Regions from separate parts of the Mus musculus genome. Here region 1 is linked to region 2. Evidence: chromatin contacts called from public Hi-C data. All regions are on one chromosome and are shown on one strand. The core of a region is the stretch at or near the end of the contact, and the rest is flanking DNA. Distances in the headings are between cores, read along the strand shown. Region 1 overlaps Gm35886 (a long non-coding RNA gene). Region 2 holds the start of Kcnk15 (potassium channel, subfamily K, member 15).

The links. A called contact is a pair of places that touch in the nucleus more often than the background predicts.
Region 1: a contact with region 2 is called in a Hi-C map of CD8 T cells, with 1.9 times the contacts expected there. The contact joins the enhancer-like site here to the promoter of Kcnk15 in region 2. A contact is called at or near these places in 20 of 39 promoter capture datasets (the 3T3-L1 cell line, 3T3-L1-derived adipocytes, the C10 cell line and 12 more), 2 of 15 datasets of contacts at CTCF or cohesin (pro-B cells and stem cell-derived epiblast-like cells), 49 of 484 Hi-C or Micro-C datasets (8-cell embryo, CD8 T cells, the G1E-ER4 cell line and 33 more), 13 of 115 datasets of contacts at active chromatin or transcription factors (PVALB interneurons, embryonic basal ganglia, embryonic forebrain and 7 more) and 3 of 9 other capture datasets (adipose tissue, embryonic stem cells and pancreatic islet).

The regions. Positions count from the first base shown.
Region 1 is chr2:163,931,095-163,934,336 of GRCm38.p6, forward strand. The region is part of intron 1 of Gm35886 (a long non-coding RNA gene); the gene reads left to right. Among named protein-coding and RNA genes, the nearest start is that of Gm35886, 14 kb to the left of the region's middle. Within about 2 kb of position 1,282, at least 7 of the 459 cell types and tissues checked have an H3K27ac peak or open chromatin away from gene starts, as enhancers often do. A contact at or near this core is called in CD8 T cells and the P5424 cell line, where this site is marked.
Region 2 is chr2:163,851,893-163,855,409 of GRCm38.p6, forward strand. It overlaps Kcnk15 (potassium channel, subfamily K, member 15), which reads left to right and starts at 1,858. Exons shown (of 2, transcript NM_001030292.1): 1 at 1,858-2,197. The coding sequence starts at 1,858.

The DNA.
Region 1 (3,242 bases), core at 32-2,531, 79 kb after region 2:
ATGAGGCCACTCACCCTTCTCAAATTTTTAACCCAGAATTGCTCCTGTCTAAAGGAAATTTGGGGACAAAGAGTGAAGCAGAGACTGAAGGAAAGGCCATCCAGAGACTGCCCCATATGCAGCCACCAAACCCAGACACTGTTGCTGATGTTAAGAAGTGCTTGCTGACAGAAGCCTGGTATGGATATCTTCTGAGAGGCTCAACCAGAACCTTACTGATACTGAGATACTGATGCGGACGCTTGCAGTCAACCATTGGACTGAGCAGGGAGACCCCAATGGTGGAGTTAGGGGAAGGACTGAAGGAGCTGAAGGAGTTTGCAACCCCATAGGAAAAACAATATCAACCAACCATACTCATCCCCCCAGAGCTCCCAGGGACTAAACCACCAACCAAAGAATACACATGGAAGGACCTATGGCTCCAGCTGCCTATGTAGCAGAAGATGGCCTTATCAGGCATCAATGGGAGGGAGGTCCTTGGTCCTGGGAGGCTCAATTCCCCAGTGTAAGGGAATGCTTGGGTGGGGGGTGGGAGTGGGTGTGTGGGTGGGGGAGCACCCTTGTGAAGGTAGGGGGAGGGGGGAGTTGGAATGGGGAGGTTCTTGGAGAGGAAACTGGGAAAGGGGGATAACTTTGGAAATGTAAATAAACAAAATAACCAATAAAATGTTTTAAAAATAAATAAAAACTGAAAATTCAAAGAAAGAAAGAGAGAGAAAGAGAGAAAGAAAGAAAGAAAGAAAGAAAGAAAGAAAGAAAGAGAAAAAGAAAGAGAGAAAGAAAGAAAGTTGTTTCATCAAAGGAAGGAAGGAAGGAAGGAAGGAAGAAAGAAAGAAAGAAAGAAAGAAAGAGAAAAAGAAAGAGAGAAAGAAAGAAAGAAAGTTGTTTTCATCATGTTACCCAGAGAACACTGCGGGAAGTGTCCCATTTCTCCGCTGTCTTTACCCACCCTTTCCTTCCCTTTTGTCCATCCATCACCCAAGGACACACGGAATAGCAGCATCCTCCTGGGGTCTCGTGACCACATTTTGTCTTTTTTTCACCACCCACCTTCCCCACAGCAAATACACCTCCCTGCCACTGTTTTAAATTACAGAATAATTTCATGTTACTTGGCTAACCAGTTACTGTTGGATACTTAAGTTATTTCCAGTCTCTTGCTCTCCTGAGAACGTTTTTTAAACTCTCTTACTACAAAGGTGCTGCACACACTATCAGAGCAGCCGCGGGGTCAACAGGATGCGTGAACTGAAGGCTTTTCATAAGTAATGACGCATTTCCCCTGTGAGTGTGAAGCGACCTTCCCTCTCCCCAGGAGCAGATGACTTATTCCTCACACTCACTCTCAGAAGCCAGCAGTTTTCTTTGTGATTTATTTTCTTGTCTATCATCAGTAACCCCCATGATTTGCTACTGCTCATTCCCCACCACTAAGAGACACCCACACGTTCTTGGTCTATTAAATGCACTGACTTAGATAATCCGATCTAAAACATTTGCATAGGTGTATCTGCAAACGACATGTGCGTGCGTGTGTGTGTGTGTGTGTGTGTGTGTGTGTGTGTGTGTGGTGTGTGTGTGTGTGGTGTGTGTGGTATGTGGTGTGTGTGTGTGGTGTGTGGTGTGTGGTGTGTGCATGTGTGAGTGTGTGTGGTGTGGTGTGGTGTGGTGTGTGTGTGTGTGTGTGCGTGTGTGTGTGGTGTGTGTGTGTGTGTGTGCATATGTGTGTATGTGTGTGTGGTGTGTGTGTGTGTGCGTGTGTGAGTATGTGTGTACATGTGTTGTGTGCGTGTGGAGGCCAGAGGTCCTGGCTGAGTGGCTTCTTCAATTGCTTACTTTTTAGTTTTTGAAAAATTTACATTTGTTTATCTCTCGCATATGAATTGTTTCTGTGGGTGCAGGTGTGTGTGTGCCACAGCACACGTGGGGACCAGAGGACAAGTTGTGGGAATCAGTTCTCTCCTTCTACTATGCAGATTCCCAGGAATCAAACTTGGATCACCAGGCTTGGGCTACAAGTGCCCTTACCCATTGAGCCGTCTTGCCAGCTCTCCACCTTACATTTGAAACAGTCTCCACAGCACTAGGGGCTAGCTGTTTCAACTAGAGATGGCAAGTGAACCCCAGGATCGTCCTGTCTCTGCCACCCCAGTGTCAGGATCACAGGCACACACTGTCACACGATGCTGTTTTCATGAAGGCACAGGAATGGAACTCAGGTCCTCACACTTGCAGAGCAGCCTTACCAGTTGCTAACCCATCTTGCAGGCACTGAAAAGGGCAGTTTTCAAACGCCACATAGGCTATTGCACCATATTCTGCTGTCTTTTGTTCAATCAATACCATTTTGAGATCTATACTAATTTACATAATTCTAATGTATTAGTTTTAACTGCTATTTAGCCTTTTCTTCATTGCAGAAAGTTATTTTCAGACTGGTATAATATGTTGTCAGCACTTTGCAGTCACAAACAATACTATTTTGAACATCTTCATTCCTGTATCCTTGTTAGTTTGTTTAAGACAGTGTCTTTCTATACAACCCTGGCAGTCCTGGAACTATGTATCTTTAACTTTGCTAGAGTTTCTATACAGAAATAGAATTGTTGAGGGGTAAGTATAGCAGTCATTTTCAAAGTATTTTATTAAAGTTTGCATCGTGACCTTCGATAAGAAATATATTTACATGATCATCTGATAAGGCTCTCTGCACACACACAGGTAAACTTTTCCTGAGATAAGCAACCTTATAACATTGGTGCAAGAAGAACCTGGCAATGTGTCTCTTGTTGTTTAGTTTAACTTCACACTAATTGTGAAATAGTACTTACTTTGCAACCTAGTAATAGGTTATGTCAACCATGTAAGAAGGAATGGGTGAAAATTAATTGGGTTTTACTGAATGCTTTTAAGGTAATTCATCAGATACTCTAATCTCTAAGATGTTAGATTCTCATGTCTCTGCAACTCAGGCACCCCTGTGACATCTGGGTCTTGTTTTGTTTTTTTCTTTTTCTTCCATCTGATACGTATTAGCTAACAAGTCATTCCTGTTTTTCTTTTTTCTTTTTTTTTAAGATTTATTTATTTATTCTATGTAAGTACACTGTAGCTGTCTTCAGACATTCCAGAAGAGGGCGTCAGATCTCATTACAGGTGGTTGTAGCCATCATGTGGTTGCTGGGATTTTAACTCAGGACCTGTGGAAGAGAAGTCAGTGTTCTTACCTGCTGAGCCAT
Region 2 (3,517 bases), core at 608-3,107:
CTGTTGCCTACAGCTTCAGGCCAGGGGAACTGGCACTGCGCCAGATGTCTTTCTACAGGACCATAGGTAGGACTCTTAAAAAGTCCTACATTTGGAGAATGGAGACAGTAGTGGGTTACTTGCTCCTTCAAAAGTGGGGTCAATGGAAGGCTTCCCAAACACCTCGCAGCTCCCGTCATTCCCTGGGCTCATCCAGAGTCCATCCCTGTATCTCCATACCCAAATCCACCAGTAACTCCTGACCCACGAATCAGGGTGTATCAGCCTCGGTGACAGATTGGCCTCCGAGTCTCAGATCCTGACATATGGATCAGATGTTCAGAACAGGCGGTCCTGATAGCAGACAGCTTTGCTATGCTCTTTTGTGGTGTTACGTCTGTTCAGTCTGCAGGCAAGGGAAAGGGTGTGGCATGGGGGGGGCGGGACTTTAGAGATCAGGCCTGGGAGTTTCGAGTGTCAGTTCTGCAAGAATCCACTGACTGAAGCTTGGGTTGGTGAAGTGTCTTGATGCCAGGGACCTTAAGCATCAAGGCTTGCTGTATTCCCAGCTGTCTAACATATCCCAGAGTCATCTGCTTCTCTTCATCTGTTATTGAAGGCTAGCCCCCCGAGCCCATACCTGACTGACACCATTCCCCTGGCTGGTCTCCACTCAGCCACCTTTTCTCTTCCATGTGGCAGCCCCTTGTTTTTTTTTCCAAGGTGTGGTGGTAAGACATGATGTCATTTAGCCTAGTCTGGGTTTGAACTTCTAGTCTTCCCTGCCTCCACCTCCCAAGCACTGAGATTATAAGTGTGGACCGCCATGCCTGGCTCTGATGCCTTTGAAAAGAAAAGAAAAGAAAAGAAAAGAAAAGAAAAGAAAAGAGAAGAGAAGAGAAGAGAAGAGAAGAGATGAAAAGAGAAGAGAAGAGAAGAGAAGGGAAGGGAAGGGAAGGGAAGGGAAGGGAAGGGAAGGGAAGGGAAGGGAAGAAGAGAAGAGAAGAGAAGAGAAGAGAAGAGAAGAGAAGAGAAGAGAAGAGAAGAGAAAAGAAAAGAAAAGAAAAGAAAAGAAAAGAAAAGAAAAGAAAAGAAAAGAAAAGAAAAGAAAAAAAGGTTTCGACTGTCCTGAAAAACCAGCCTGGGATCTGGCAAGGTGGCTCAGTGGTTAAGATCATAGTACCTGGGGTTTGATTTCCAGCACCCACATGGTGGTTCATAAGCGGCTGTAACTCCAGTTCCAGGAGATCCTACACCCTCTTCTGGCCTCCATGGGCACTGTAAAAGTGGTACACAGACATACATGCAGGCAAATATAAAATAAAAATTAAATAACAAAAAATGAATTTGTAGAAGTCACTTCTCTCTGGCCCTCCTGTCTGTCTCTCCAGCCTGCATCCTAATTCTCTTGGCTCCAGTCACACCAGCTTCTTTGCTGTTCCCTGTCACCAAGTCACCTCCCTTCTGCTCTAGCGAGGGACCTACGTGTGTGGCCTGGATTTTCTCTCCCTGGTCACTCCTGGATGACTTGGCACGCACCTCCCCAAGCGTTTTCCTCCTTCATCACACCTGTCTTACTTCATCGTTTTGTCCATTTGTCATCCATCCCTGCTTGCCGGCATACCCGTTCTACTCCCACGGAGAAGGGTGGGCACCAGAGGGCGCTTGGTGAATATTTGCTAAATGATAGACGGGAGAAAGGAAAGGGTCCCGAGCCCCCAAGAGCTAGGGCGAGTTACGGATGGAGGCTGCTGCTGCTGTGCACACCTGGACCGGGCCTCTGCTCCAGATGTCCCTGCGGGCCCCTGCGTGGGTTAGGGCGGGGAGCGTCGGGAGAGCTCAGAGCCCGCCCCCTGCTGTAAGCCGGGCGCGGCGGAGATGGAGCTGGAGCCGTCGGGGCGCACGGAAACCGGCACTCGGAGCGGGAGAGCCGCGATGAGGAAGCAGAGCGCGCGCACGGCGGCGCTCATTCTGTGCATCCTGTCCTACCTGCTGGTGGGTGCCGCTGTTTTCGATGCGCTGGAATCCGAGGCGGAGCGCAGCCGGCAGCGGCTGCTGGCTCGGAAGCGGGGCGAGTTCCGCAGAAAGTACCGCTTCTCCGCCGACGACTACCGCGAGCTGGAGCGCCTGGCGCTGCAGGCCGAGCCGCACCGCGCCGGCCGCCAGTGGCGCTTCGCAGGCTCCTTCTACTTCGCCATCACGGTCATCACCACCATCGGTGAGCCCTCCGGAGCCTCCCCTCTGCCCCACTCAGTCCTGATCTCTCCTCCGGTGCGATCCCACCTCCGCCCCTTTGACTTTGGAAAGGGCTTGCCAGCACGCTGAGGCGCATTTGCCTCGCTGAGCAAAATGGGGGCAATCAGTTAGCTGACACAAGGCTGTAGGCACCCACACAAGGGTGGATACTAGAAACCCTGGGCTCTCGGGGTGAACAGAAGTGAGGCTTTCTTGTCCCATTGTGTCAGCTATGTGACCTTAGATAAGTTTCTTGACTTCTCTGAGCCTTCTCTGAGTGTTCTTTGAAAACTAGGATTGCTAATATGTCTTGCAAGGAGGAGGGAGGAATGCAGAGCTGTGATAGAGATTATTATTAAGGAGATAATGTGTGTAGATCGTTTTAGCATAGGGCCTGACCCACAGAAAACATTATGAAAACAAGATTGTTTGTATATAAGATAACAGTTATCCGTTAACCCCGTGATATCAGCACTCTCCCTTGTCTTTTGACTGCTGTGTGGTCAGAGAGTCTAATAGGCGTCCAATAACTTTTTAAGGGAATGACTAATTACAAAGCTTTGATCTCACGTTGGGGCAGCCAGAGGAGCCCCTATGTATACCATTTGGACTCTAGCTGTTACCATAACCACATCTGGCCAGGACCCGAGGTCCTAAGCCTGAGGAACCTGCAGAAGCAGGCTCCCTAGGGCTTCAAACCTGTTAGCTAGCCCCTTGGTGCTGGGCTCCAGCTGTAGTTGCTAGGTGTGCCTACAGTCTCCCTCAGTGGAACAAACCAGCAGCCCACACCTTGGAGAGTGCACTTGCACAAAAGCTGTGGGTTTAAGCACCCATGCAACCCCAAACGCTGAGTTCGGAGTATCTCCTGCTACCAGCCTTCTCAGGCAAGTGGCTGTGCCCTCTTGGCACACGTTTTTGTCAAAGGCAAAATGTGAATGTTCTGCCTTGCCGGGCGAATGAGGGCCCAGCATGGGGCCAGAGGCTATGCAGGTATTGTTTGTTAGTAATAATTTATTACTTGCCAAGTCTAGAGCCAGCTCCCGTTCGACACTTCTGCCCTCTCTTGTCTACAAGTTCCAACCTCAAGACCTCTCTTATTTGCCATGCCTGCAGAGATTGTGCCTTGTCTGAAGCCTCTGCCCTTTCCTGTGTTTTTGGACAGCCTACCAGCCAGGTTTGGCTCCTTCCCTTGATGATCTGAAACCCAAGCTAGAGAAAGAAACAAAAACAACAACAACAACAACAAAAAAAAAAACTAAAACCAACCAACCAAAGCCAAATCATAACTGAATAGAAACTGGAA